4 separate regions of the Mus musculus genome follow, and regions 1, 2 and 4 are each linked to region 3. The links are chromatin contacts, called in public promoter capture Hi-C and targeted proximity ligation maps. All regions are on one chromosome and are shown on one strand. The core of a region is the stretch at or near the end of the contact, and the rest is flanking DNA. Distances in the headings are between cores, read along the strand shown. Region 1 holds the start of Smc5 (structural maintenance of chromosomes 5). Region 2 holds the start of Klf9 (Kruppel-like factor 9). Region 3 holds the start of Fxn (frataxin). Region 4 holds the start of Dmrt3 (doublesex and mab-3 related transcription factor 3).

Region 1 (7,109 bases), core at 2,339-4,838, 1.0 Mb before region 3:
GCATGTGACAAAGAACTACATGGATACACATGGAAATCTAGTATCACTTGTTAAAAAAAGAGGTGGTGCTGGAGAGATGAGTCCACTGATGAGAGCTTTATCCTCTTCCAGAGGCTTCAAGTTTGGTTCCCAGAACCAACATAGTACAGCTAACAACCACTTGTAACTGGAGCCCCAAGCCATATGATGTCCACTCCTGGTTTTATATATGTGTGTGCATGCATGTGTGTGTACACCTGTACACACACACACCTTAAAAGGCTTTGTAGCCGGGCGTGGTGGCGCACGCCTTTAGTCCCAGCACTCGGGAGGCAGAGGCAGGCGGATTTCTGAGTTCCAGGCCAGCCTGGTCTACAAAGTGAGCTCCAGGACAGCCAGGGCTATACAGAGAAACCCTGTCTCGGAAAACCAAAAAAAAAAAAAAAAAAAAAAAGGCTTTGTAACTCAGCCCTAGTTTCAACTTTTTCCTATCTCCTTTTTCTATCTCTACTCAGAACTCTAAATTCTATTATATATTTCTTCTAGTTTCCTGACTAATCTGTGCTTCCTTTAGCTTATAACTCTCCCTCTACTCTCAACCTATCTGACTTAATTTGCTCACAGCAACCTCCTGTCCTATCTCTAGTCCATCTGAATTCTCTAAGCTTAGCTAGCCCCCCTACTTGCTTGGGACTCACTTCTCTCAGACTCGTTCTGTGACAACTTGGTTGTCAACCTAAATACATCTAGAATTAATTAAAACCCAAGCAGCTGGGTAGACCTGTGAGGGATTTTTTTCTTAAACCACTTGAAGTGGGAAGACCCACTTTTCATCCAGATCTTCTGAGGTGTGAAGATCCACCTTTACTCCGGGCCACACTTTCTGCTGGAAGCCTCTATAAAGGACACAGAGGGAAGCTTGTTCTCTTTGCCTGCTGGCTTCCCCTCTTGCTCTCAGTGACAAGTCCATTTCTTCATTGGCATCAAGAGCCTACCTCTGGGATTCTGAAGACCAGCAGAGACATCCAGTGTCATGGACAAAGTAAGAATAACTACTGGCTTCTTAGAGCCACTGTCAATGGTAGACAGCCTTTGTTGGACAAGCTGAACCAAAGCCTGTAAGCCATTCTAATAAGAAGCCTTTCTGTATATGGATATAGATGTATTCTATAAGTTCTGTTCCTCTAGAAAATCTGAATATACCCCCCCAAATCTAAAATCTTATATTATTAAAATAAACAAAACCATACCCAACTCTGCATTTTTCACCTACTTTTTTTCTTTTTGCTGTTTTGGTCCAAGCTTTTCTTCCTTGGTCTAAAAAGTTTTCTTTTGTACTACTTGATCAAAGGGAAAACATTTTTCCAATTGCTCAATGTAGGAGGCTTCGGTCTCATTACGAGTTCAATGGAGCAGTTACTTCAAGGATTATTTTAACTAAGCCTCTCTGACGAGTCCCCCGTGAGTCTCAGCTCACCTTCCAGTACAGGAGATCTCTGCGCTCATCTTCTCTCATTCTTACAATAAAGACTTTTTTTTTCAATTTTTTATTAGATATTTTCTTCATTAACATTTCAAATGCCATCCTGAAAGTCCCCTATACCCTTTCCTTCCCCGCCCTGATCCTCTACCCACTCACTCCCACTTCTTGGCCCTGGTGTTCCCCTATACTGGGACATATAAAGTTTGCAATACCAAGGGGCCTCTTTTCCCAATGATGGCTGACTAGGCCATCTTCTGCTACATATGCAGCTAGAGACACGAGCTCTGGGGGTTACTGGTTAGTTCATATTGTTGTTCCACCTATAGGGTTGCAGACCCCTTCAGTTCCTCAATAAACACTTTTTAATTCCTCCAATTTATATTTTCCTTTTTGTAATTTCAAAGATTTCTGTAACATCAATAGCCACCTATACACAGGACTCCCAAGCCTGTGACTTATTCTTTTCTCTCTGAGCTCGTCGAGGCCTTTAGAAACTCCATGCATACATCTCTCTTAGCTATCCCACAGGAAAGTTCAAGACAGAGGCGCTCAACTGCATTCATCATTTATTCTCCGTCCACTCCACCCCCCCACTACTCTCTCTTGAATAACCAGATTGGTTAGCCAGAGCCAGACTTGGGAAGAACTAGGACACACTCCTCCACTCTCAGGCCTCACAATCTATAGGCAGATCTTATCAAATAACCCTTTCAGCTCTGCATTCTTGCTTTCTTACTTTAAATATTCTTGCTTGCTATCTGGCACCCTTTCAAAATCACAGGTTCCCGACCGCCTGCCTGCAGGATGATGCTGGAGTTCTTTAGTATAGTAACAGACAAGCCGGAACAATCGTTTCCAACCTCTATTCACCTATGTTCTTACATTCTACCTAAGGTCACTCACGAAACATTACAAACTGGCTTTCAGGCAGTTCCTTCTTTGGGTAATCGTCTTCCCTCCTTTTCTACTTTAGTATCTTCTTCACAAAGCTCTGATGGTTGGGGATGGACTTAGCCTTTTCAGTCTGTGCCTCCCATGAAATCCTGGGTAGATAAGTTACAGCAGATAACCTCATGCTGAGTACAGTTACCTTTCCTGATCAGGATTCAAATTAGCAATTTTGCTATTAGAATCTATACAGACCGGGGCAAAAAAACAATAGCCATGAGTTTATGTCATCAACAAAGACAGGTAGAAACGCAGCGATGTGTAAATAAAACAAACGAACACCTGATACACAACTGCTTGAAAAAAAAATGGTATTGTTATTAAGGGTCTATAAATTATGCAAGCCTACATTTAAGAAAAAATACCTCGAAAAGATAACTCTAAGATGATAAACAGATAATGATATTTCTGGTAACATTTAGAATCTACTCAACTAGTTGGGGTCGGGGCAAGGAAGAAAGGAGGATTGGACGGGGCAAGAATCTGCAAGGAGGTACAAAAACTGGGAACACGATTTTTAATTTCTTTGGTACACTCTAATCTCCAATCAACAACCATTACCATGTCATCTGCCCATTCTGGAAATCGTGTACACTTTTTAAAATTTGCCACTCTGCTGTAACTGTCGAGTTTTGTGAAGTGCACAGGTCCGTGGTAGATCGAGATTCGCAGATTAACAAACTAGAGACCCGGCCCCTTCGTATCTACTGCCTAGAGCCGACGCCTTCCAAAACCACTGGGTGGATAAAAACATCAGGCCACACGCCTACTACAGCCAACACGGCCAGTCTTCGTGGCCTAGGCAGGGAATGCCTCAGGGTTAGCCTGGCACAGGTTCCCCACCGCCGGGCACAGCCCACCGCCCCGGGCCTGCGGGCCGCTTGCTCCCGCCCAGCGCGGCCTGCCGCCACTCACAAGAAGTTCTCCATGGCGATGCGGACGATTGAGCCCTCGACGAAGGTCCCGGACGGCCGCGGCAGCGTCGGCAACGGGTTCGAGTTCTTTCTCTTGCTCGGGACCTCGGAGGAAGCATCTCTCGGGAGAGACCGCTTGGAAACCTGGGGGTTGGGGGGAGCAGCCTTCCCGCTCGGAGTCGCCATCCTGGCTTCCTCCGCGTCCCGCAGCGGCTTCCGTTCCCGGCGAGCCGCAGCCCAGGAGCCTCCGCGCCCGGCTCCCGCGCTAACTGACCCCGCCTGACCCCGCCCCCGCGGCCCCGATGCGCTTGCGCGGTTCCGCCCCGCAAACCCGAGGCCACGCCCCGACCAACGCTCCCCGGTGGCCTCAGAGGTGCGATGTGTGTGTGTGTGTGTCTGTGTGTGTGTGTGTGTGTGTATGTGTCTCTGTGTGTGTCTCTGTGTGTGTCTCTGTGTGTTTCTCGTGTGTGTGTGTGTGTGTGTGTGTGTGTGTGTGTGTGTGTGTGTGTGTGTGTGTGTGTGTGTGTTACTACTTTGCAACGGTCCCTCCCAGAACTCCAGGCTTCATCTGTCTTATGTTCTACATTGCAGTTTCCTTCCCTGGTGCTCAAATGAACTCCAAAGAAAAGATGCCTGTTGACTGTGCCTGTTGTTGGAAGCATGGCACTAACAACCATCTGATGCTCTCAAGATTGTGAAGAGTGTATTAATTACTTGCCCACTCACACTTCCTAGTCCTTTTATTGTATAATTTATTTATTTTTATTTTATGTGCATTGATGTTTTGCCTGCATGTATGTATGTCTGTGTGAGGGTGTCAGATCTCGGAGTTACAGACAGTGGAACCCAGGTCCTCTAGAATAGCAGTCCGTTCTCTTAACCACTGGGCCATCATGCTATCTCCCAGCACATACATTTATTTATTTATTTGAGACAGACTCTTTATATAGCTCTAGATGGACTACTACTCACTAGAGAGCCCAGGCTGGTCTTGAACTTTTACTACTTCTGCTTCCTTAGTGCAGCCACCAGTTCCAGTGCAGCCACCAGATGGCCTCTCCCTTCAGGGTTTCTTTTTTCTTTTCTTTCTTTCTTTTATTTAATTAAGCATTTCACTTATTTACAACCCAAATGTTGTCTCTCTCCCCCCCCCAGAGTTCTTCCCCCCCCCCCCCATCGCTCCTCCTCTTTGACTCTGAGAGGGTGCCTCTCCCTTGGTATCCCCCCTCCCTGGGGCATCCAGTCTCTGCAGGACTAAGCACATCCTCTTCCACTAAGGCCAGACAAGGCTGCTCTCTGCTACATATGTGCTGGTGGCCTTGGACCAGCCCATGTATGTTCTTTGGTTGGTGGCTTATTCTCTGGGAGCTCCTAGGGGTTCAGGTTAGTTGATATTGTTGGTCTACCTATGGGGTTACCATCCCCTTCGCTTTCTTCAATCCTTCCTTTAAATCTTCCATAGGGGTCCTTTCAGGGTCTTTAAATTCCCTGCTTCTTTAGGAATGGCTCTACCTCCCTGTGCCCATGTTCATCTCATTAGCCCTTTCAAAGATTATGCCCCTGAAGCCCATAGGCAACATTCACCCAACCAATAATAACCGGCCAGAGACTAGGGTAATGGGGAAATAAAGATAAACCATTAAATAGTTTTAAGTAGGAGAGGCCTGTGATCTAATTAAAGCTTTTCAGTCATTCTGCTTGCTGTGTGGAAAACTCATTGAAAGGAGACCTGGGGAGGCCAGTTAGAAATCCCATGCAGTAGAGTCCTCTTTTGACCACTAGAACCAACACTCCTTTTTGCAGGCCCCTGCTTCTTTCTCTCATACAAATGGAATCTGCTCAGTAAAAGTTAAAATGAAAGAAAACATAATCATTGTAGAAAGCATATAAACTTGTTATGGGTACTTGATGTGTGTGTGTGCCTCTGTGTGTGTGTGTGTAAAAATTAAGGAATACCTTGTAAAATGTTCAAGTAACAGGAAGAAATAAAAAGACCCAGTGCTTAGGATACCATGCTGCTAGTACTTCTACACATAGCTGGTATATTCTTGGCTTCAAGAACTTAAAGGTTGCCAGGCATGGTGGTGTATGCCTGCAGTCTCAACACTCAGTATACTGGCCAGGAAGATCACAAATCCTATCAAGGAGAAGGAGGGAGGAGAGGAGAGTCAGATTCTGAACAAGTAATTAGTTATGAGGGAATTTATTCTATGGACAAATAAGAATATAACCAGCAATGGTGGGACTTAAGAGCTTCACCATTAAAGTTAAAGAGTTAATGGGACCAGCGTTACCATTTCGTGCCAGGATGAGACTTTTAGAATGCTGTTAAAGTTATGTTTCTAAACTTAAAAGTTGGGAACAAATCCCCAAATTTGGATGACTGCAGAAAGACAGTCATACTGTGGGTTTTAACTGGCTCGTCATGGTTGCCACTGTATCAGAAAGCACAGTAAAGAAACCACTGAAATGGCCGCTCAGTGCTTGGAAGGGAAAAGCTTACTCCAAGCTGCCAAGACCATCTCTCCAGGAAAGCAGGGCAGGGAGAATGAGGGTTTTAAAGAGACTGAGTAGGAGGTGAGAGGGGCCAAGATGTTAGTGTGGGGGTTGGGAAAGCATAATGAGCATCTGTGAGGGGGGGCGGGGGAGCCTGGAGGCCAGCATGGACTGTGATGTGCAGGTCAGTGCAGCCGTAGGTTCCTTCTGCCAGTGGCAAGGGAAATGATTCCCTTGGGAGATAGCAAAGCATTTCACGAGTTCCAGAGGAATGCTGCTTTTTATCTAAATGCCAGGAATCCTTCTATAGTCCAGGTTGAGCTTTTCTATATATAGGAACTGTCTGAGAGCTAACAGATACCATCCTGAAAGAAGGATAAGGTTGGACCAGCAAGATGATGAAGCACATAAATGTATCTGCTGCAATCTGGGGTCCCACAGTAGAAAGAGAGAACCAATTCCTAGAAGGTATCCTCTGACTCTTACACGTGTGCTTTCACTCACACAACACCATACATACAATAAAAAGAAATCCAACCATAGAAACAATTCCCATGAAGCATAGGAACTTGGGGAGCACACAGGAAAACAATTGTAAAGGGAAAAAACTTGTAATTTCTTTATTCAAGTTAATTCTTAAGATTTTAGTGTAGTTTAAAAAAAAAAGATTTATTTTATGTATGTAAGTACACTGTCACTGTCTTCAGACATACCAGAAGAGGGCATCAGATCCCATCACAGATGGTTGTGAGCTACCGTGTGGTTGCTGGGAATTGAACACAGAACCTCTAGAAGAACAGTCAGTGGACTTAACTGCTGAGCCATCTCTCTAGCCTTAGTGTAGTTTTAATATCTGTCTTCTTGTACATGTATGGTGAGTTCCTTCTGTTTCTCAAAGATAAAAATAATACAATACACACAGACATTGTATTATCTATACTGTATTTGATCATCACTTGATATATTACTTTTCATGTCATTTTCATAAAATCATTTTAGGTAATTAGAATTTCATTGAATACTGTTATTGTTATTGATTTATATAATTATCTTCGGTTAGACTCTGTGTGATTGAAAATTATCGTGAACCAAAGATGCTCCGGTAGACTTAGTAACATATGCTTCTTAAATATGCTTTAAATTTTTCACTCACACACGAAAGTATACACGTTTGTCTTGCTGTATCAGGAGTCTTTCATTCCATTGATAAGAACTACTTTGAGAAACACCTGCCCCTGTCCTGCTGGCCTGGGGCAGCCAGAAGAAAGACACCCAAGTGCCCACCATGG
Region 2 (7,062 bases), core at 4,177-6,676, 1.1 Mb before region 3:
GGCCAGCAACCCTCCCTCGTGGCTCCACCTCCACCTCAGGTGTGGGGGGGCTAATGTCAAGGTTAGCTCACGTGGGCGCGGGCGCCCGGAGCTCCTTGCACGAGTTTGGGGCGGATTCCTCGTCCCCCAATCTAGGGCAGTTTGTTCAACTGCAGCAAAGAGAGCTTGATGTTCCAGCAGGGAAGGGATTTCTGAGAACTGGGACTGTCCTCAAATGAACCTGCCTCCTCCGGCTGCTGCGGCGGCGGCCGCCTGCGGAAGACTTTTTAAAAGGGCGATGCCAGGCCCAGACGCTCGGCGCGCAAGTGGCTGAACCGCCCGCCACTCTGCGGCCGGAGCCGAGCACCCGCCCCGAGCGCCACGCGGGGCTGCTCTGAGCTCAGGGGGCTGCCGGCTAAACTTATCCTCCTGCATATGCATGAACGGATGGCCTTTCCGCTCCGCAATGGAGAGGCCTGGGGTTTTGCGGTAGGCTGCTTAGTGGAGCAAGAGTAAAGTAGGGCGTCGTGGAAGTTTTCGCGCCGGAGCTCCCCGCCCCCTCCAGACACTGGGTGTTAACTCAACCTGGCTACAATCGGTTCGCCAGATCCGGCTTTATCGGATTGTTTCAAATCCAGGGACGTCGCTCTAGTGAAGAGCCCACCCCTTCATTCCTGTCTCTATTCTTCCTAAACTCACCACCTTTCAGCAAAACGAACACAGCTTTCCCCAGTAGGCCCTTTATGTGCTCTGGGTGAGATTCCCTAAAGCTGCTGAGCTCAGGCCGGGAAAGGGCGAGGTGAGGATCTATCCCAATGTGAGGTCTGACACGTGATCCTCTACCCCCAGCGGGCCATCTGTTCTTTTTCCTTCCCGCCGGGAGGCTGGCAACTTTGTCTGGGCAAGGTCCACGCCTCTCAGCAGGAAAATACCGAGAAAAGCCAGAATCGGCAGAAACCTGTATCTACAGCATGTGACTTTAAGCTGAACTTCGGGCCTAGAGCTGGGACCATACTTGGCCATCTGTGTTTTAAACTAAGTGCCAGGTGATTAGCCCCACCCAACAAGATGGGGGAAGCCCTGCTTCGGGCTCAGTCTAACTCTGTCTCCAGAAGAGGGGCCCAAGAATCGGCAGCGTTAGCCTGGAAACACCTTACCGGGGTTTACCTAGGAAAAAGAACAGATTCTAAGCCTCTAGGCCACTTCCTACAGAGCCGTGTAAGAAGGGGGTGGGGGTGAAATTATGAATTAGGAAAAAAATGGCATGCTAATTTTAGCTTTTGGGAGGTGGCGGCAGGGAGTTGGAGGCTAGCCTAGGCTCTGTTTTTTGAAATAATTTTGAGGGGAAAAAAAGCATTCTCGTTAAGTACTGGCTTTAAGGTTCCCGAACCTTCACCGTAAGGTGACACAAGCAGATGAGGCACTGTTCTGAGAGAGCAAATCTTACTCTAGTGTTCCCCCTTCTCCATTTCTGTGTGAGACAGAGTCTCACATACCCCATAATCTCCTTTTCTCTTCCTCCCTAGTTCTGTGACTTCAGGTACTACAGGTGTGACATTCTACAGGCCCACCCTGGCCTCTAGGAATTTTTATAAACCCCTGCATCTCGGGAGTCTGAAGAGACTGCAACTGTGTTAAATCTAATCCTATCAGTCCAGTCCGCAGATAAGAAAATGGCTGGGAGAGGTGAAGTGAGGTCACAGATCTCATTTAAGGCAGAAGAGGCCTTATAGCCTTCACATTAATTCTACTGGGAAGCCTTGTAAACAAGGCTCACTGTTCTGGCTACAGGCTAATAAGCCATAGCCATGGGAACTTGGAAGATACAGCATAGGGTAGGGAGACTGTGCAAAGGAAAATAACATGTACTAGAAACAGTTACAATCTTTGGGTTCTCTTGTTCCCCTGGGTGGGAGTATTTGGAGTAGAAATGAATGAAGACTAACTTGGGAAAGCGGACCTCTTAGATTTATGTGCCATAATATTAACAGGATATTTTGCCCAACATTTAATTGAGATAACAACATGCTGGCTAAATAGCATTAGCTGGTTTTAATCATAAAACTATTATAGTACATTTCAATACAGATAGAAAATATTGTTTAAAAATACAAGGAAAAAAGTCATGATGTGGGAAATACCACTTCTGGTGCTCTGTGTTATCTATCAAACACACGTATGATTCGTAACATGTGCATGTAGCTATCATCCTATAGAGGACAGACTCCCTTTGTGTTTTGGTATCCCCTCACACTTAGTTCATTACCAGGAATGAATGGTCAGAGAAGGGGAGCACGGGGTACAATGGCAGAATTGCCGACTTTGAAGGGACTTTCTACAACAACTATGCTTGCAGATCCATAAGAGAAATTCACATGGATGAGATCTGCTTTCTTGGTGTTCTTTATAACTGAATTGGGAGTATTGAGAGAGTGTAGTCGGGATCCTATGAAGCTAAAGGGCACTAGAAAGAAGGCAGCTAGATGTAAGGGAAGTTAAAGTTTGCATTTAAAAAACCCTGAGGTTAGTGTATTCAAACTCAGAGTCTTTAAGGGAAGATAGAGGCTCCTTCTCAGAGAATAACCTGCCCTTAATCTTTGGTAGCCTTTCAGGCCGAGGCCTGAGGAGACTTCATGAGTGAAACTAATACCAGTGGAAATACAAGTGTGGGAGGCTGTGTAGGCCTTTGACCATGAGGCTCTTCAACTGATCCCATCTATGCTGTGCCCTAGGGAGGCAGGCAGAGGTGCAAATTCCTAGGGACAGACTTTATCCTAGGGGGTAAAAAAAAAAATCAAAATTAGGCAGAACCAATCCTTCCCTTTCCTCCTTTTCTTTCTTTTTTTCCTTCATGTTTTTATGCTTTTCTTTTTTCCTTTTCTTTTCTTTTTCTTTTTCTTTTCTTTTTCTTTCTTTCTTTTTTTTTTTTTTTTTGAGACAGGATCTCACTCTGTAGCCTCCTCAAATGCCTCAAATGTTCCATCGTGCCTCAGTCTCCTGAGTACTGGGACTTCTGGTCTGCACCATCATAGCCAGCACCAGTGAATTCTTTTCTAAAATTAAGATTATCAGAATGTGGGCTGGAGAGATGGCTCAGTGGTTAAGAGCACTGACTGCTCTTCCAGAGGTCCTGAGTTCAAATCCCAGCAAACCACATGGTGGCTCATAACCATCTGTATGGCTTTAGTGTACTCATATACATAAAATAAATAGGTAAATGTTTAAAAAAAAGATTATCAGAATGTGCTGGACAGTGGTGGTGCACACCTTTAATCCCAACACTTGGGAGGCAGAGGCAGGGGGATTTCTGAGTTCGAGGCCAGCCTGGTCTACAGAGTGAATTCCAGGACAGCCAAGGATACACAGAGAAACCCTGTCTCAAAAAACCCCCCAAAAAGGCAAGATTTCCAAGATGGCTTCCCTGCTATACACTATTGTACATATTCTCTCTATATCTATATATGAATCATATACATATATATATATATATATATATATATATATATATATATATATATCACATGGATGTCATAAGGGTCTTGGGCCTGGGTCCTGCATGAAGCATGTCCTCTGTACTCTCATGATGTGATGTGATGGCAGTGATATTTCTCCATGGGTTAGCACTTCCTGTTATATTTGTTCTTTTCCCAGGAAATGACCTTGTGTGGTGTCTTTCCTGCATAACTTTAAAAGTCAAAATAATTTACCCTACCCTTCAAACTGGAAGGGTTCTTCTGAGACCCCCCCAGAGAACCCGGTGGAGGTATCCAAAACATTAAGGGTTAACCACGAGTGGGAAAGTTGGGGTTAGATATTGTGAAGTTAGTGTCTCATAGAGAAAAAGTGCCTTTCATACTCAGGATAAATGGAGGGATTTTTTTTGGGGGGGGGTTCGAGACAGGGTTTCTCTGTGTAGCCCTGGCTGTCCTGGAACTCACTCTGTAGACCAGGCTGGCCTCGAACTCAGAAATCCGCCTGCCTCTGCCTCCCGAGTGCTGGGATCAAAGGCGTGCACCACCACCGCCAGGCAATGGAGGGATTGTAAACCCGCAGTGTTGACTGTATGCCCTGCTGTAGATCCTTAGCTATCATGATGGAAAACAACCCAGCACTCATCTCAGGAAGAAGCACACTGAGTTCATCAGACTCCCAACCCCACACTAATTGTTGACCAAGTAAAGCCACAAGATTCAGTTGTTAAGGCTCTCTGGATGATTCCAGTTCTCAGGACTATTTAACACAGTTAATATTTCACAGGGGTGGCTCCTCTAAAGCAGAGTCAGGAATCGGGAACCCTGTGCTTTTTTTTTTTTTTTTTTTTTTTTTTTTTGAGTTCTGCGGTCGTCTACCTGATAAGGTAGACCAGTCTTGTTCTCTACAATTGTGAAGCAAGAGGAAGGAAAGGCTTGCCCAGCAGGAACAGGGAGGAGTCCCTACAAAGAAAAGGATTTTTTCAAGTTATGCAAATGCAATGTCTTATTGGTCTCAGTTTATGGGTTAAGATAGCTTCAAGACAGAGCGAATTTAGAGTCAAAGGCGCCCAAGGAAGTAGGAGGTTTAGCAAAATGCCAAGATGGCGGTGCTTTTGTGTAAGAACCATTTAATACGGAACCGGATCTTTTGTTAGCTGTGAAAAATTTTAGATGAATTTCTCTTGGTTAATGTGTGGGGTGAAAGAACTTTTAAACATCTAAGTGCTGCATTCCAAACAAGAACGAATTGATGCTGTCTCATCCGAGTCTGTCCTTGGACAACGTGGCCTGCCATATCGAGGGTTTAAAATTTGACTCACACTTAGTTTATTAAGCACCCCGTCCTTCCATCTATATTTTAGAGTTAGCACCAGCAACACAAATATGAAAAGATCTGTCCGATTCACTTCTGCTCCGCAGGTTTACAAGTGTCGGGCGCTTCCTTTTGGAACGCCCTTCTGATTGGCTGAGCCAATGCCAGTGACATCAACCAACTTACTTTTGATTGGAAGCCTGGTTGCTGGGACTGTAGCGTTTGCAGGAAGTCACTTAACTGTTTGAGGGCTGGGAACCCGAAGTTGAAGTTCTGTTTCGTCCCTAGGGATGGGCGTAACTGCCTAGGGGAGAAGCGTTCCCAAGCCACGCCAGCTGGCACGTGGGCCGGGAGGCGTAGGCGCGCGCGCGGTCTGGGCGGCATCTGCGGGGATGCGCAGCCGCTGGTTGCCGGGCTCCGAGCAGTTTCCCTTTTAAATGTCAGCGTTCGGGGCTGGAGGGGCAGCACGCGGCGGCGGAACGGAACGGTCGGATTGGCCGCGCGCCGTAGTTCTAGACGCACCTCTCCACCGAAGGGCCCTTCTGACTGGCAGGGGGAGAAAGTAAACAGAGTTGAATCACCCTCCCCACTGGCCAATTGGAGGGGGCCTGGATTGTGACGTGATGGGATTCTGCGAAATTGTTACTGAGCTGGAGAATGCCGGAGAGGCGCGGCGCGGCAGGACCAGGGGCTCAGCGGCCGTCGGCGGACGCGGGAAGAAGTGTCTCGTAGGCGCGGAGCCCCACTCAGCCCCGGCCCCCCTCGTCCGCGTACTCGGCTGATGCCCCGGGGCGTCAGCTCGGCGGAGAGGCGGTCGAGGACGTGCGCCTGGCTCGCAGTTGGCTTTCTCTGGGACTCCGACACGTTTGCAGTCGAATAAACTTGCGACCGCCACGTGTGGCATCTCTCCGAGGAGGGCGCGCCCATCGTGGGATCGCGCGGGGCGCCGGGCAGGGCGGCGGCGACAGCGGCGGAGCCGGCCGCGGCTGCTGCGTGCGGAGGCGCTGCCGGTTACGTAAAGATGAGGGGCTGAGGTCGCCTCGGCGCTCCCGCGAGTCGCAAGCTCCCGCGCCCCCGCCCCCTCGGCCGCGCCGCACCGCGCTCGTCGTCCGAGGCCAGGGCAGGGCTAGCCGAAGCTCCGCAGCCACCTTCAAGTTTGGCCGCACCGCCCGGGCTGCCGTCGCCCGCACCATGTCCGCGGCCGCCTACATGGACTTCGTGGCTGCCCAGTGTCTGGTTTCCATCTCCAACCGCGCCGCCGTGCCGGAGCACGGGGGCGCTCCGGAAGCCGAGCGGCTGCGACTACCTGAGCGCGAGGTGACCAAGGAACACGGTGACCCGGGGGACACCTGGAAGGATTATTGCACGCTGGTCACTATCGCCAAGAGCTTGTTGGACCTCAACAAATACCGACCCATCCAGACCCCCTCGGTGTGCAGCGACAGTCTGGAGAGTCCCGATGAGGATATAGGATCCGACAGCGACGTGACCACCGAATCTGGGTCGAGTCCTTCCCACAGCCCGGAGGAGAGACAGGATTCTGGCAGCGCGCCCAGCCCACTCTCCCTCCTCCACTCTGGAGTGGCTTCGAAGGGGAAACACGCCTCCGAAAAGAGGCACAAGTGCCCCTACAGTGGCTGTGGGAAAGTCTATGGAAAATCCTCCCATCTTAAAGCCCATTACAGAGTGCATACAGGTTAGCGGCGTCGCCTCTCCCCCGCTTCGGGCTTTAGCTAACCTTTGGCCGGCCAGCATTCCTGGGCGCCCAGGACACCGCACTCGGCCTAGAGGCTGCAAACATTTTGGAGAAGATGCTGCTTAACTCCTGCACTCTCTCCTTACTTGGCTCCAACCTTTAGGAGCCACCCGAACCCACCCCCACCCCCCCAACCGCCGCTCTGAGCAAGTGGCTTGCGTGGCTCGGCCTGGAGCCGGCCCGCCCCTCCCTTACCCGCCCCGCCCCCGGGACTCCGTACCCCGCCGCTGCGGGGTCGCCCCACCTGGGGAGACGCTGGGGGGTAGGGTAGTCAAATGGCGCAGCTTTTATCCCATTCCCTGGTGGGGTTGCAACGGAGGGGTCGGCCTGGGAGGGGAGCCGCACTCTGCGTGAATCGTTTTAGGATGACTAAGGACTCATTTAACTGGATGGCGGCTACTTTTCAGGGCTTGCCAAGGTGGTTTTAAATTTGGCTAAGAGTCCCCTGAGAGGTTTAAAATAAAACTGCTTCAGGCTGCAGGGGAGACTGATGAAGGAATGGATGGTGGATTAACTTCTTGACTAGTTAGCTTTCCTAAGGA
Region 3 (7,383 bases), core at 1,930-4,429:
ATCCCCACGTCTACCCCCAAAGTTTTGCTCTGGGTCCTCCCTGACTTCCTGCTAAGCTTGGACCATCTGATAGGACGGTCATGAGACATCGGGAGCTCTCTGAATTTATTGAAAGGAAACCAAATTTAGTCCTTGGTTGTGGTGGTTTGGATAGGAATGGCCCCTTCAAGTGTTTGCAGGCTTGGTCATCAGGGAGTGACACTATTAGGAGGTGTGCCCTTGTTGGAGTAGGTGTGGCTTTCTTTGCTGGAGGAAGTGTGTCACTGGGGGTGGGCTTTGAGGTCTCAGAGGTTCAAGCCAGGCCCACTGTCTCACTTTCTTTCTGCTGCCTGCAGCCTCTCAGCTGATCTCCAGTACTGTGTCTGCCTATGTGCCACCATATTTCCTGCTATGTCTGCCTGCATTGATACCACGCTTTCCCACCATAATGATAATGGATTAAACTTCTGAACTGAAAGCTAGCCCCTATTAAATGTTTGATCATGGTGTCGCTTCACAGCAATGGAACACTGACTAAGACAGCTGTGGTAGCTGTATCTCACTCAGGTGGTCATGGTTAGGTAGCACCAGATCGAGCATCTCTCCATTGGCTAAGATAGCTATGCTGACTGTATCTCAAGTGGCCATGGCTACACCGCACCAGCTGCCATGTGCTCGAGAGTCGTCTCTCTCTGCTTGGCACTGCTCTGTCTTTAGCTGAATGGACTCACAGAATCCTTTTCTCCCTCATGGAGTTATGAGGGAAGAACTTCATCGTGATCATCTTTTTTTTAAAAAAAATAATTATCTTGTATTTTGTGTGTGTGTGCCTGAGTATATGGATATACACAGCATGTATGTGGGTGACCTTGGAGGGAGAAGAGGGCAGCCGATCTCAGATCTCCAAGAACTGGAGTGATAGAAGGTTGGGCGCTGCCTTGTGCCAGGAATCAAACCCAGATCCTCTCTAAGAATAGCAAGTGTTCTTAAATGCTGAGCCATCTCTCTATCCCCTACTCCATCATCATCCGCTGGAGGGGGTAGCCCTATAGAGTTGCAGTGCTCACTTACTTGTTCCTAGGGGGCACAGGTTGGGTCCCTATAAGTCTCAGGGTCATAACTATCAAATGGCCAATGCGTATGCATAATTCTGTTTGTGCATGTCTGTCTAAAGACACTTTATTTATTATATATTATTGGTTTGTCAGCTTTGAACTTGAAGCAAGAACACTTATAACTCATGCTGAAGTGAGGTGTTTCTTTTTTTCTTTCTTTCTTTCTTTCTTTCTTTCTTTTTTTTTTTTTTTTTTTTCTCGAGACAAGGTTTCTCTGTGTAGCCCTGGCTGTCCTGGAACTCACTCTGTAGACCAGGCTGGCCTCGAACTCAGAAATCCGCCTGCCTCTGCCTCCCAAGTACTGGGATTAAAGGCCTGTGCCACCACTGCCCACCTGAGTGAGGTGTTTCTTTCATACATTTTCTTTGCAAGCCATTCCACAATCTTACTATGTTTACTGTGGCTCTAGGCTTGGGGACCACTTTCAAACGACAAAGTCTCCCACAGGTACATCGACGCAAACAGGCATTTCGCTGAAGAGACTGAATATCTGCTCACTCCGTGACAGCGGAATCAAGCCTTGTTGGACAACGGCCGGGAGGGGACACCTTCCATGAGCCTTGCGCTTTTGGCCAGTCTGCCGCTTTCAAAGTGACTGTAGGAGCATCAGGGTAGACAACTGGGGACCGTAAACGATATTGAGCCACTGAGAACAGACTCTGAGCATAAAGATGGACCGACTGTATTTGCATTGTACAGGCGAGGAAACGGAGATGCCAAAGACAAAGTTGCTCAGGCTCTCAGAGATGCAGAAATCCAAAGTGCACAGCTGCAACTGGAGCCCAGCTGTCAGGCGCCAGGCAAGGGAAGAACAGGGCAGTAAACATCCAAGAAAGTGTTTGAGGAAGCATGGGTTACAGGTTCGGCCCTTCAAACCCTAGCCGTCTCTCTCTCTGACCAGTCCACTTTTGTTTGTTTTGTTTTTAAACTTTCTTTTTCAGTGTTATAGAAAGAACCCAAGAACTCTTGAACGCTAAGTGACCATGTCACTGCTGAGCTACAAAGCTAGCCCTATTTTTATTATTGTTTTTTATTTTAATGACAGGACCTCAAGAATCCTAAGCTGGGTTTAAACCTGTAGACATTATTATCCCACAGCCTACTCCACCTTTGTCCATAGCTCTCCCCTTCCTAGAATGCTCCCCAGACCCGTTCTTTGGCATCTATCACGGCCCTCTCCGGAAAGCCTTCCTTCACCCTACTGCTGTCTTTTCAAGCCACGGAGTAACAGATTCTGTTCTTTGCATCTACTAAGAACCGAGACTTATCTGAAGTGCTAAGGCCTTTGCGAATACAGTTTAATTCTCCCGCCAAAATCGCAAAATGGGTGTTACCCTTTAATCTCCTCGGAACAGAAAGCCAAGCCCTGCCCCCAGACAGTTAGGGTCTCCCCAAGGTCACAGGGCTCTCCAGCGCCGCGCAGTCAGAACGTGGAACCAAGATCCCCTCATTTTCCAAAAGCTGGACTCTAGGGCTCTGCTGCTACACCTGTGATCCCAGCAGAGAGGAGGCAGGAGGATCACAGGATTGAAGCCACTTTGGGGTACTCAGCCAATCCTAGGCTAGCCAGGGATACAGAGTGAGGCAAACAAGCAACAAAAAGCCCTGCTCAGAGCAACTCCACAACCCCATTAGTCTCACGCCCTGAAAAAGGCAACTTCGGAGTGCACACAATAATAAACACGCCCTGCTGCACACGCTATACATCCTGTGTTAATTACGGAAACTCGTCTTTTCCCATCCCCACCGCCAAGGTCCGAAGCCCGCGCAAACACCGCGCGCGCCCTGCACCCAAACGCGCGCGCAACCAGAGCGACTCGGCGCGTGCGCGCTGCGCGTCCCCGGCATAGGGGCGGGCGCGGCCTGCGCTCCGGTGTGCGGCCCGGCGAAGCGCGTACTCACGGCGTGGCGGGTGGCGCCGGCGTTGACTGTGACATGTAGGCCTCGGCGGCCGCAGGTTACGATCGGTTCCCTCCAGCGCGGGTTCCCGACCCAGGCGGAGGCCCGGGACGCCGTCCGGGGCAGCAAGCCCACGGCTGCGCGACCTCCGAACGCCCACATGCTACTCCAGCTCCGCGGCCGCTCCGCCCCGCGCGAGGACTCGGTGGTGCCACCTGGTGGCCGTGCCCCCCCCCCGCCCCCCCCCGCCCCCCCCCCCCCCCGAGCGCCGCGGCTGGGCTCCTGCGCGCAGGTCCAGCACTACAGCCCTGTGCAGACCTTTAACCAGAACCCAGAACCTGCTCTGCGCCAAACTCGCAACGTATCCCTTGGGCAGCACTAGTGTGTAAACACTGACCCCTGCAAGTTTATTCGCTGACAACAATTTTACAGAGTGGTAGTGGGTGATTCTGAAGATACGCTGGTGATCAAAATAGCTTTGCTTAAAAAACAAAACAAAACTAGTTCTAACAGCTAGCTTCAACTGCCCGATCATCTCAAATTCCGCATCTCTTAGGCAATAGAAGTACCAGGCAGCATGAATGGAGGAGGGGCTTCCGTAGCCCCAGGCTCAGCCGAGGAACTATTGGTTGCTGATGGCTATAGGATGAGGGAGGGTGAGTTTTCTTCTGGGATATGGCCTCTGATTGGCTGTCCTAGCTCCATGGGGATGGTCCTACACTGTATACACTGTTAGGGCTAAGTGGAGTCGGTTTAAAAAAAAAAAAATTCAGAGCGGTGGTAGTGTACACCTTTAATCCCAGCACCCGAGAGGCAGAGTCAGGTATATGGAGTTCGAGGCCAGCTTGAGCTACATAGTGAGTTTCAGAACAGCCGGAGCTACATAGTGAGACCTAGTCAAAATAAATAAGTAAATAAACAAATAAACACATAAATAAATAAAAATTTAAAAAGGAACATAAAATTGGGAGGAGGGGTGGGGTGGTTCGGTAGGAGTTGGGAGTGGCAGGTGAGTTTGATCGAAAACACATTGTATACATGTATGGGATTCTGAAACAACAGTAGGAATAAGGAAGTGCCCGGCTGAAGTACCCGAATGCTTCTTGGATGAGGAGTAGTCAGGACTGGTGATTGGTTCTCCTCATAGCTGTTTTTTTTTTTTTCCCCCCCAGCAGCCCCAACAGGTTCCTCACACTCCTGGTAGTTCTCCTGGCTTTTATGTCAGTGTGAGAAGGAGTCTGTGCATTGTCTCGGGTTGCCATTATGACACTGGAGAACTCTGAGCTTCAAGAGTTAAGAGACAGTGTCAGAGGAGTCTTTTGCCTCCAGGGTCTCAAGAAGGATTGAATGACAGCAGCGGTCAGCAGCAAAGCGTTTAAGAACATCCTCCATGTACCACCTGACTTGGGATACTATTGCTTCTGATTTCCCACAAAAAGCCACAAAGGAAAGGGGAAGTTTGTAGTGACTGCTAATGCAACCCTCCCCCTCTCTCTTTCTCTCTCTCCTTCCTTCCTCTCCTTCTCCCTCTCTGACCTGTAGCTAATTTTCAGATATGGAATTGGAAGCCCTGACATATTAAGTGACTCCCCCCTGATTGAAGGGGAGTTAGAACCCTGGCTTCCTGATTTCTGGTCCGAGGGCTCTTACACCCTCTGTCTTAGAAAAGGAGTTTTTCTTAGTTTCAATATCACAGCTCTAACTGGCTCTCTGGGATCATGTGCCCATCCATGGAAGCCAATAGTCTGCAAAACAGTGAGGGCTACGCTACCGGTCAGCATCATGGTCCATTCTGTGCTGCTGTAATGTACTGCCTGAGGCTGGTTAGATTATAAAGAACAGAAATGGATCCTCTGGAGAGGAAGAGAAGAATGCTGTTCCTCACACAACAGAAAGGCCTCCAACAAGCCCTGTGTATAGCAAGGGTTGAGCCCTCATGACCCAGACCCATCCAAAGGCAACATCTTCCAATACTGGTGTGTGTGTGTGTGTGTGTGTGTGTGTGTGTGTGTGTGTGTGTTAAGGGTCTCAAGAAGAATTCATGGAGTTGACAAAAGCATTCAAACCACAGAAGCCAGTACCAGGGAGGGGCACGTTCTGGTGAAGAGGCATGGAAAGTTCCAGTGATAGCTATTCCGGTCGGAAGTGATGTTGCACATATTCCCAAAACAATGACTTCCACGATGGGGGACTGTAAGCCTGTTCATTTACTTATAGATCAGAGAAGTTCAAGGTGTTCCTCCCTAACATCTGCCAAGGACATAGCGCTGTTTACTGAGGAGCTGGGAACAGCTCCTTGTGTCCCAGGAGACTGGTAGCACTCAGTATCCAAACTCTGGCATGCCTCTGATACACTGCTGTGAGCTTAACATAGAATTGACTCATGCCAGGTGGTGGTGGCGGCGCATGCCTTTAATCCCAGCACTCAGGAGGCAGAGGTAGGCAGATCTCTGTGAGTTCGAGGTCAGCCTGGTCTACAGATCGAGTTCCAGAACAGTCAGAATTACACAGAGAACCCCTGTCTCAGAAAACCAAAAACTAAACTAAACCTAAAAAAATAAAAAAATAGAAAATAAAAAACCCCAAAACCCCTACTGATTAATAAAGTGTGTGAATCAGTTAACTGATATGAGTGTTTTTGAGAATAGGTAAGAAACAGCACTAATTTAAATAATAATTGCTAACTATGAAATGTGTGATGCCCAGAAGAGAGGAGGTTGGGCTTATTTGCTGGGCCTGACTTCCAGCAGCATGCCTTGGGGTCCTAGGAGTCAGCATTTGGGAGAGGGCTCTCATCTCTACAAAACCAAAATTATTCTTGGAGATTTATCTGAGGGGTCACAAAGATAGAGGCAGGTGGTGTGGTTGGAACAACATGTTATTTATTTGTGGATTTTGTTGTTGTTGTTGTTTGCTTTTTGAGACAAGGTCTCACTATACAATCCTGACTGACCTGGAACTTGCTCTGTAGACCAGGCTGGCGTCAGACTCACAGAAATTCATCTGCCTCTGCCTCTCAAGTGCTGGGTTTAAATGTGTCTGTCACCACATTCGGCATGTATGGCAAGTGCTCCATCTTTGAGCCCCATCCTCAGCTCTGAGATATCAGCCTTAGAGGGTGGCTTGTATTGATTAAGGAGTTGGCATAGATGTAGCAGCTGTCCCTCAAGGAAGCTCTGTGCTGTGATAGAAATACACATGGCTTTGTGGGCTCAGCTGCTGTATCTGTACAGCACAGCATTCAACAGGTGAGAAGCATGCTTCTCATGGACACACAAGGGAGTTCAGGACAGGAACTCAGCAGGAAACGAAACAGAGACCATGGGCGGGGGTGTGTTTTGGTGTGTGTGTGTCCCGGGGGAGTGCTGCTTACTAGCTTGCTCCAAATGACTTGCTTAGCCTGCTTTTTATACAACTCAGGACCACCTGCCCTGCAGATGTTAACAATGAAATAGAGATATATAATGAGCTGAAATGTCCTTCAAGTTCCCTGCAGAAAATCTCATTCCCCAATACATTCTGACCAAACTGTATTTGCATCCAGAACCTTGAAAGAAGTGACTAAGGTTGTATAAGGTCATACGACCCCAAATCCAGTGTATATCTGTATTTATGAAGAGAGGGTAAGGTTAGGGCTCTAACTCAATAGTACAAAGCTGTGGGTTCGACACCACATAAAGAAAAACAAGCCAAGTGTAAGCTACCTCCCCACAAGCTGTTGGTAAGAGAGGTTCAAACAGTCTCCCCAACAATACAGACTATTGTCATTGCTCCCGACTGTCCACCAGAACTTGACAAGAAGACCCAATTGCTGCAGACTCCACACACGTTGTACTGCCTGGGGTAGCTGCCGAGTCAGAAGTCAAAGGCCTGAAAACAGCGCTCTACATGTTGATGTGCTGGAGACACAACTAGTAGTCAGTCATAGGTCAAGTGTGGTCATGCTCTCCTTGAGGATTTCTCAATGATGACCCTTTGACCTCCTTGCTGTGGGGTTGCCCCAGTCTGAGTTTCAGCAGCAATCCTAGACTCCAACCACTAGGTGGCAGTAGTGCCCACTCCAGATTAAGTTGCTATACTCTAATGTTTCTAGACACTGCAATATCGTCTCTTGGAGTGTCTGGGGCAAAATTGTCCCCTTCAGTTTCTTTGTGCAAGTTTGAGCTATAGACTTACAGCAATCTCTTTTTCTTACTTCCAAGTTTGAGATAATTTTCATGACATTGTCCAAATTCCTTCAAACTTGGTTCTTATTTATAGTTAGTTTTTTTGAGTCAGGGTCTTGCTAGGAAGCCCAGGCTGGCTTGGAATTCCCTGTTCGCTTGCCTCCAGCTCCTGAGTGCTGGAGTTATAGGCACACACCTCCATGACTGGCTCTATTTCTCATTTC
Region 4 (7,455 bases), core at 1,060-3,559, 1.3 Mb after region 3:
GTCCCTATAGGGAGATGTTGTCAAATACTGGGATATGGAAAACATTCCCATCAAATATGAGAAAAGGATTACCGCGCTATATCAAATGAGTATTTAGATCTCGGCCCTCGATGTGCACTGGAGTGAAACGGGGCCCAGTACCAAATAATACCAGAGTGTGTGAGTGGCACTGGGATAGGGTGGCTAGGTGACCCAGGAAGGAAAGGGGATTGCTTTGAGAATGAAAATGTCCCCTAAAAACCTGGTGCAGAACTCTGCTGCTCTCTTTCCCCAGAGAAACTAGTTACTCTTATTTTCCTGATCTGTTTCCCTGACCATTTAAAGAGAAATTCAGCTTCGATAAAAGTCCGTGGTCCTCGTCTTTCTTAGACGCACAGATTTCAGATTGAAACAGTACAAGTTCCCAGATTCGTGCCATTCGCAGAGCATAAAAAGTGATTTCTGTACCTTTCCCCCCTGTTTCGGGGCCCAAAGATCAACGCGTGACCCTTGTGCCCCGTCTCCACAATTTACAAAAGTCCTACTAGTTGTAGAGTTAGAAACTTGTTTTTCTGACCAAGGGTGGAAAGAGGCCAGGTTAGAAGGGTGGGGGGAAAAGGGCAAAAGCCAGGGGTACTGGTTCCGTGCAGTTTTGGGGAAATTATCTTGGAGATAGCATTCGTGTGCAAGGGGTTCCTTTCCAGTCCCAGCAGGTCAGCCCGGAACAACTATCAACTCCTCCACGCACCTGAAACCCGAGTAGCTAAGGGCATCGAGGGGGAAAAAAGGTACAAAGCTACATTTATATTCCGCGTTCAAAGCTCTCTCCCGGTTCCAAATCACTCTTCTGGGCAGAGAGCTTGCTGCTTGAACCTCGGACGACACAGTCCTAGAATTCACAGCAAACTCAAGATTGCCAGCGATGCTCTCTTCCTTGGCTGGCGGTAGGGCTGGGCACTGGAAAGCGACCTCCAGAAAGAGACTATGGTCTCTGTGCAGTTCAGGAGTCAGGTACCGCAGCAGACCCGTTTACGTTAACTTTCACCCACACAGTAAGAAGCGGAGCGCACGTTCCCAGGGGCCGCTAAAAGACCGTCCGGGACTTCCGTTGGCTCCTTCCCACTGAGTTGTTAAAGCGGTCCTGAGCCTACTTTATGCCTTGATTTTTGTTCGGTTGTTTTCTTGGTTGAGTGAAAAAAGGCAGCCTTCTCTACACGTACGTAGTAATACTCGACATTGGACAAACCAATACTGAAAACAAGCAAAGAGTATAAACGAAATTTATGCTGTAAAAAAAAAAGGCTTATGCAGTCTAAGGTTATACAGGAGACTCTTCATCGTCACGCAAAGATTGTTACGAGTAGGGTCTATTCCTTATTCTTAAGTAAAACACAGCGTCTGTGGGGATTTGAACTGGGCAATTCCGGACCTTGGCTGATTCAGTGGCCTTTGCGTGAACAAAATACCAGGTAACTTTGGGGCCACTAATGTGTCTTCTCCCTACACCCTCGGAAAGTTTAAACAGTGCTTAAGAAAAACATCCAAGAGAGCACTTGGCAGTCCAAGGCAGAGAGGTCATTCAAGGCAGAGATTGTTTATTTTAAAGACAAGAGGAGGTTAAGTAGAAAATTGAAGTTACCCTATAAAACGAGTTGTCTTCCTGAAGCCTGACAGATTAAAAAAAAAAATACTCATTTTTCTTCTGTAGCAATGAAAAAGAAACTAGATTGCAAAACCAAGCGAAGAATTCCCGAATCACTACTACCCCTCTTTTGATTCCTCTTGCCAGGTGGAGACTTTCCGGTTCTTGAAACCCGGTTCTCCCGGGGCCGACCTGCGGAGTACCCTCAATTCCCTCGCAAGCTCCGAATGGCTGAGGCCAAGGGTGGGAAGGAAAGCGGTCTAGGGCTCAGTGCTTCGAGGCCAGTGCTGGAGCGACGTGAGAGGGTAGGGGAGAGGCCTGCCGGCTGGCTTACAAACACCCACCCCCCTCCCCATCGTCCCCCGCCCCACACCCGGTCCGCCCAGCGCTCCCGCGGTACCGCAGCGGCGCAGTCCCTCCCGGCTCAGGAAGGGGTAACAGAGCGCTTGGCAGAGGGGGCTGTGAGCGCCCCCGCCTGAGAGGCCAGGCTGCAGGTGGCGGGGAAGGTGAGGTGCAGGAACCCGAGGGGTGCCTGCCAGGGAGGAGGAAAGCGCGTGGGGAGCGCAAGGAGGCTGGGACCCCGATTGGGGGGGGGGTGGCGGCGGGAGGGAGGAGGGACTGGGGGGGGAGGGTGGCGGAGGAGGTGCTGGGTCCAGTCTGCGAGGAAGGGACCAGGGAAGGAAGTGGCTCAGACCGTAATCAGAGCTCTCCCCGGCTCCTTGCAGCTGCTGGAGAGCCTCAGCGTGGGAGGACCTGCGGGTGGAGCCTGCGCCCCGAGAGCGGCGGGCAGAGAGGCGGCACGCGTGGGTACCGGCGGGCTGCGAGCGCCATCGGAGCCGGGGAGACTGCTGCCGTAGCTCCGGCCGCCGCGGACCTTCCGGGGCCTCCCGAGAGCGGGCCTCCGAGCTCTGTGCTCCAGCTCCCGCCGCCGGCCGGGGGGAGCCCTGGGCATGAACGGCTACGGCTCCCCCTACCTGTACATGGGCGGCCCGGTGTCGCAGCCGCCGCGGGCGCCCTTGCAGCGCACGCCCAAGTGCGCGCGCTGCCGGAACCACGGGGTGCTGTCCTGGCTCAAGGGCCACAAGCGCTACTGTCGCTTCAAGGACTGCACCTGCGAGAAGTGCATCCTGATCATCGAGCGGCAGCGGGTGATGGCGGCGCAGGTGGCGCTGCGCAGGCAGCAGGCCAACGAGAGCCTGGAGAGCCTCATCCCGGACTCGCTGCGGGCTCTGCCAGGGCCCCCGCCGCCGGGGGACGCTGCGGCCACCGCCGCTACCGCCTCGCAGTCGTCGCCAGCCTCCCAAGCGTCCCAGCCGCCCGCGCCGCCTCGTCCCACCGCGGAGTTGGCCGCGGCCGCCGCGCTGCGCTGGGTCGCGGAGCCCCAGCCCGGGACGCTGCCAGCGCAGCTTGCTAAACCAGGTGAGAGCGTCTGCGGCGCTGGGGTCGCGCTCCGAATGAGGGAGCTTCGAGGGCTCTTCGGGATCGTGGGGGAAGGCCGAAGACAAGTTTGTGGGAAGTGGACCTGGTTGGACCTGCCCCACCCCCACCAGGCACCGGTTCTTACTCTCCCGGAAAGGGGGTCTCGAGAGTCTGAAGCCGATGGAACCCAGGAGCCCGCCAGAGGGGCCAACCAGATCGCCTGGCTGTGTCCCTATCGTCAGAGGCTTTCCCCGGGTTGAAAGGGAACATAGCAGGTCAATTTTAAAAATAAAATGATGTCTTGGGGAAGACCGACTTTAAACACACCACAATGAGGAGGGTTATCCGGGCTGCGGGTTTTAGACGGGTGGGGGCTCTCACTTGGAGCGAGGGGGTAAGTAGGTGCTGGCTAGCAGTCAGGGCCCAGTGCTTTGCTGTTTCTAGGTGATTCTTGGCTTGGTCCGGAACAGGCGTTTTGTCTCTTACTTAAAGGAACTAGGAGTCGTTTTGTTTTTTTTAGCCAGGCTAAGAGGCCTCAAGACTTAGAATTTGAAAAAAAAAAAAAAAAAAAAGGCGCCTTTTAAGAACTCTAAGGAAAAGGCTCCAAAGTGAAGCTACTTAACTCTCTTTTGCTGAACTACTTCTTTGGTCCTTTATTGCCATTTCCCGGGCTGCTGTGGTGTGAAGAAATTAAAACCAAAACTTGGCCTACAGTGGAGAAAACCTAGCAAGTGCCTTTCCAGGATTTTGCGGGGTTGGCCTGGCCTGAAATAATGAGGGGCTTTCTGGCCATCTAGCTTCCCGCTGTTCAGATATGCTCTGATTTTGGGGATGGGTTAACAGGGTTCTGAGCCCTGACAGTGGGCAGACCCCGGTTTCTACTTAGTTCTCTCTTTCTGGCTCTTTCCTGAGTCCCTGAGTCCGGCTGCCCCTATTTTAAGCCTCTTCCTCTCTTTCCTCCGAGGAACCTCTAGCTTTACTCCTGGCCGCTCGCAGCCTCCTGGCAACCGGAATTCAATGGAGTTTGGTGTTTCCCCTTCACTGGGTAAACGTACAAAGGAGACAGGCCCATCTCCTTCGGAATGGGGTGTACTGGAATTAGGAGTGAAAGGTCCGTAGTTTTTCTGGTAGCTAGAGCCTCTGTCTCTACTTTCTCAGCTGCTCAATGACAGCTCTTGCTCTTCTTCAGAGAACCCCAGAGCACTGTGCTGAACTGGGGGTCTGGGGGGGCTACTCACTGTTGGTGTGTGGTGAGGTGGTAGGTAGCTTGGCCAGTTTGTCCTACCTTCTGGCTCAATTGTGCCCGGTAGGCCTGAAGTTCAGAAAGCAGTTTGCTGGCTGGGTTTTGTGGCTATTTAACAAGGAACATATAAGCATGTCTCAGAAGCACCGCCCCACGACCCTCATCTTATATTTGTGGATTTGACAGTAGAGAAACTAGAGCCTATTGTGGGAGGAGGGCTTGTCCTGAGAACAAGAAGGGGTGTTTGGTCTTAGTCCCAGAATTCCATGCTACCCACTTTTAATTTTCCGTTCCTGGTTTTCCTGGCTCTGGGAGTCCCCTGGACTAGAGAAGAAGAGGTCGAGTTAAAAATTCAACTTGCTATTTTACAGTGCCCAGCTGCCTATCAGCAGCTCTTAAAGAGCACTAACCTTGAGTTCTGTGGTCTCTGTCCAAGAGGGGACTCCTTTAGCATCGCGTGGTTCTCAACGGGTTGTCCTTCTCCATAGCCAAAATGTATAAAGAGCCAACAAAACCCAAAGCAAGGAGAAAAGGGGGTGGATGAGGGCATTGAGGAGGCCAAGTTGAGGCAGGAGGGCCCAAGCCTTAGGAGAATTAAAAGGGGCAAAGAATTTCAAGGGTGCTAACCAGGCACGGTGCAGGATTTCTCTCCTTCTATGTTCACGAGCTACTCAGAAGTAGCCTGAGCCTTCCAAATTGAGAACAAGTAATTGAGAGAGAGGGGGAAAAAACAAGAAGAGGAGGAGGAGGGGAAGGAGGAGGAAGGAGGGGAGGAGGAAGAAGAAGAGGAGGAGGAGGAGACAGCCTGCTGGAGACTGAGCTGTGTGGGACCAGGGGTTCAGTTTCCAGCTGGTCACACCACATACCTTGCACATTCGCCAACCAACTTTTGTTTTCGTTTATCAATTGCGTTCCTTTAAGGAAAAAAACAAACAAAAAACCCAAAAACACTTGGCTTGAGAGAGAGTTCTAAAAACAAGCTGATTTACAGTTTTTCAGCCAGGAACACAAATAAGATTCCTCTCTGCAGCATGTGTTTTGAAAAGCAACTCCGTTGGGAGGGGGGCAGCCAAGTTAAAAACTCCTGGTTGAGACTGCCTGTTGCTGCCTTGCTGTGCGGTTTTTTGTGATGTGTTTGTATGTGGGGCTTCATCATCTTTAGACGCTTATAGAAGTTAGTATTGCTTCCTGTAGAAGTTAGTCCATTCCTCCCAGAGAGGAAGTGTGACCCCATTGGGGTGGAAGGGCCATGACCAGTGCTCAGCAGCAGTCTCTGAGTCTAGAAACTGCTAGCAGACCATTTAGGTCTGCTCCTTTGTTACATTAGGGTTTGCAAGTCGGCTTGGCTTGTTTGTCACATTGGGTTTTGCAAGTCGGCTTGGCTTGTTTGCAGGCAGAGGGGCCTCCCACACATCGCTGTGTTCTTGAAGACCGGTGCCGGTGGAGCACCAGCAGGCGGAGGGAATCTGTTTCTTCTCCGAATATTTGAGGGAAGCACAGGCCTTAAGAAGGATGTTGGCTAGGCATCATGGGAGAAAGCCCATGTAGTTCAGGGAAGAGACATGAACACCAGTTTTCTAACTGGAGGGAATCTTTTCCTAAGCTCTCTTTCAGATGTCTTAAAGGAATGTTTGAGCATTGTTTTCAACGTGAGTTTAAGAAGATTCTACTGGCTGTTTCAACTAGGGATTGAAAAAAATTTTTATTACAGCCTTCTTCTGCCAGTCATCTCTGATGTAATTAAATGAGATTTCGATTGCGCTCCAATTTCTAAGTTACCCTTTGCTATAGATACTATGCAGCCCCACGTATTCTGCTCTTACCTTTGTGTCACCTCCCCTACCCTCCCCCCCCCCGCCCCTCCCCATGAAAACAGCTCAGGGAGTCTTAACCTTTTGCAGCTGTGTGAGCTTCTGACTTGGGAGTCTTAATCAAACCAGGGGCTCTGGATCTGAGGGAAGTTAAGGGTCATGGCCAAGGCGGGAAGCTAAGCCACATTTGCTACCTTACCGCAAACTTTCCCTCTAGAGGACGGACTTGGGTGGCCATAGGCCCGGGTCCCTGGGAAGGAAAGATCAGTGGCTGTGGAATCTTCCTTGGTGTGTATCTGCCATATGGCAGATATACCGTGTGTGTGTGTGTGTGTGTGTGTGTGTGTGTGTGTGTGTGAGATAGCACATAAATATATAGATTCCACATGTACACCATATATATATATGTAAAATAAATACACTTGAGTTTAATTTAATAGAATTGAATTTAAATAGCTGATATATATATGTGGGTATATTATATATGTTTGTATGTATAATTTAAATGCTCTTAAAGGACATTTGGTTGGAGACTGAAGAGGAGGATTGGATAGGAGAGTAAGATGGCCTTTAATTCTGAGAGAGGCAGACAAGGCAGAGAGAGAGGGAGAGGGAGAGGGAGGAAGAGAGAGAGGGAGAGGGAGGGGGTAGAGGGAGAGGGAGAGGGAAAGGGAGAGGAGAGGGAGAGGTCGATGGATTTCAGAAAGCTGACTTTATTTTGCCTCCTGCTGAAGCCCCTTCGTGACTGCTCTGGGCTGCCAGCTCCAGCGTGGTTTAGATTGCCCAGTCTGCTTCCTTCATTTTAATTCTTTTCCCTTTCCCTTTTAATTCTCCAAAGAGACATACTCAGGTATTTGCATTGAGGGTTCCTGTGTACAGGATTGTACACCCAGGGCAAGGAAGGAGCTGGGAACAATTACAAGTCACCTGGAGTGTCTACCTGTGAATTGAGAAAACAAAAAAAAAAAAAAAAAAACAAACACATCTGGCTTTGAGATGGCTTGATCTGAAGCCAGGGGCTTTAGGCAAAGCCAGATAGGAAGAAATGCCAGGACAGCAAGACTGCCACTTGGAACCTCTTATTCAGATCTGACTTTGGGAGCAAAGAATCCAGTCTTTTCCTTGCTAGATTTGTTGGGTAGGTCAGTTGCAGTGACTTGGGGGAATGCCTGACTGACCAGGCACAGGAGGCTGGGCTCTCTGGTGGCCCCAGCCCCGGATGGTGTGGCAGGAAGCCCAGGAGTGGCTTATGCTGACAGCATGCTGGCTTCTCTGGGTACTGAAGGTTGTCTGCTTGCCCCTGGTCACTGTTCCTCCCTCACCTAAGCAAGTCTCCCTGAGCCCTTCCTTCCCAGCCCCTC

The links. Promoter capture Hi-C pulls out the DNA fragments that hold promoters and counts their contacts.
Region 1: a targeted proximity ligation map of forebrain shows a contact between it and region 3, with 7 times the contacts expected there. A contact is called at or near these places in 4 of 39 promoter capture datasets (the 3T3-L1 cell line, the C10 cell line and hippocampal neurons) and 2 of 130 datasets of targeted methods (forebrain and pancreatic cancer cells).
Region 2: a promoter capture Hi-C map of pre-B cells shows a contact between it and region 3, with 3 times the contacts expected there. A contact is called at or near these places in 4 of 39 promoter capture datasets (the 3T3-L1 cell line, the C10 cell line, liver and 1 more), 2 of 484 Hi-C or Micro-C datasets (CD4 T cells and rod photoreceptor) and 3 of 130 datasets of targeted methods (embryonic stem cells, forebrain and pancreatic cancer cells).
Region 4: a contact with region 3 is called in a promoter capture Hi-C map of embryonic stem cells, with 2.5 times the contacts expected there. A contact is called at or near these places in 2 of 39 promoter capture datasets (embryonic stem cells and pre-B cells).

What each region holds. Positions count from the first base shown.
Region 1 is chr19:23,270,309-23,277,417 of GRCm38.p6, forward strand. Smc5 (structural maintenance of chromosomes 5) reads right to left here and starts at 3,589. Exons shown (of 25, transcript NM_001252684.1): 1 at 3,326-3,589. The coding sequence starts at 3,510. It overlaps Gm33950 (a long non-coding RNA gene), which reads left to right and starts at 3,600. Exons shown (of 2, transcript XR_386613.2): 1 at 3,600-3,697; 2 at 3,916-4,051.
Region 2 is chr19:23,135,800-23,142,861 of GRCm38.p6, forward strand. Klf9 (Kruppel-like factor 9) reads left to right here and starts at 5,427. Exons shown (of 2, transcript NM_010638.5): 1 at 5,427-6,460. The coding sequence starts at 5,956. 2410080I02Rik (a long non-coding RNA gene) reads left to right here. Exons shown (of 2, transcript XR_386610.3): 2 at 1-1,312.
Region 3 is chr19:24,277,411-24,284,793 of GRCm38.p6, forward strand. Fxn (frataxin) reads right to left here and starts at 3,180. Exons shown (of 5, transcript NM_008044.3): 1 at 2,997-3,180. The coding sequence starts at 3,155.
Region 4 is chr19:25,608,228-25,615,682 of GRCm38.p6, forward strand. Dmrt3 (doublesex and mab-3 related transcription factor 3) reads left to right here and starts at 2,310. Exons shown (of 2, transcript NM_177360.3): 1 at 2,310-3,040. The coding sequence starts at 2,572.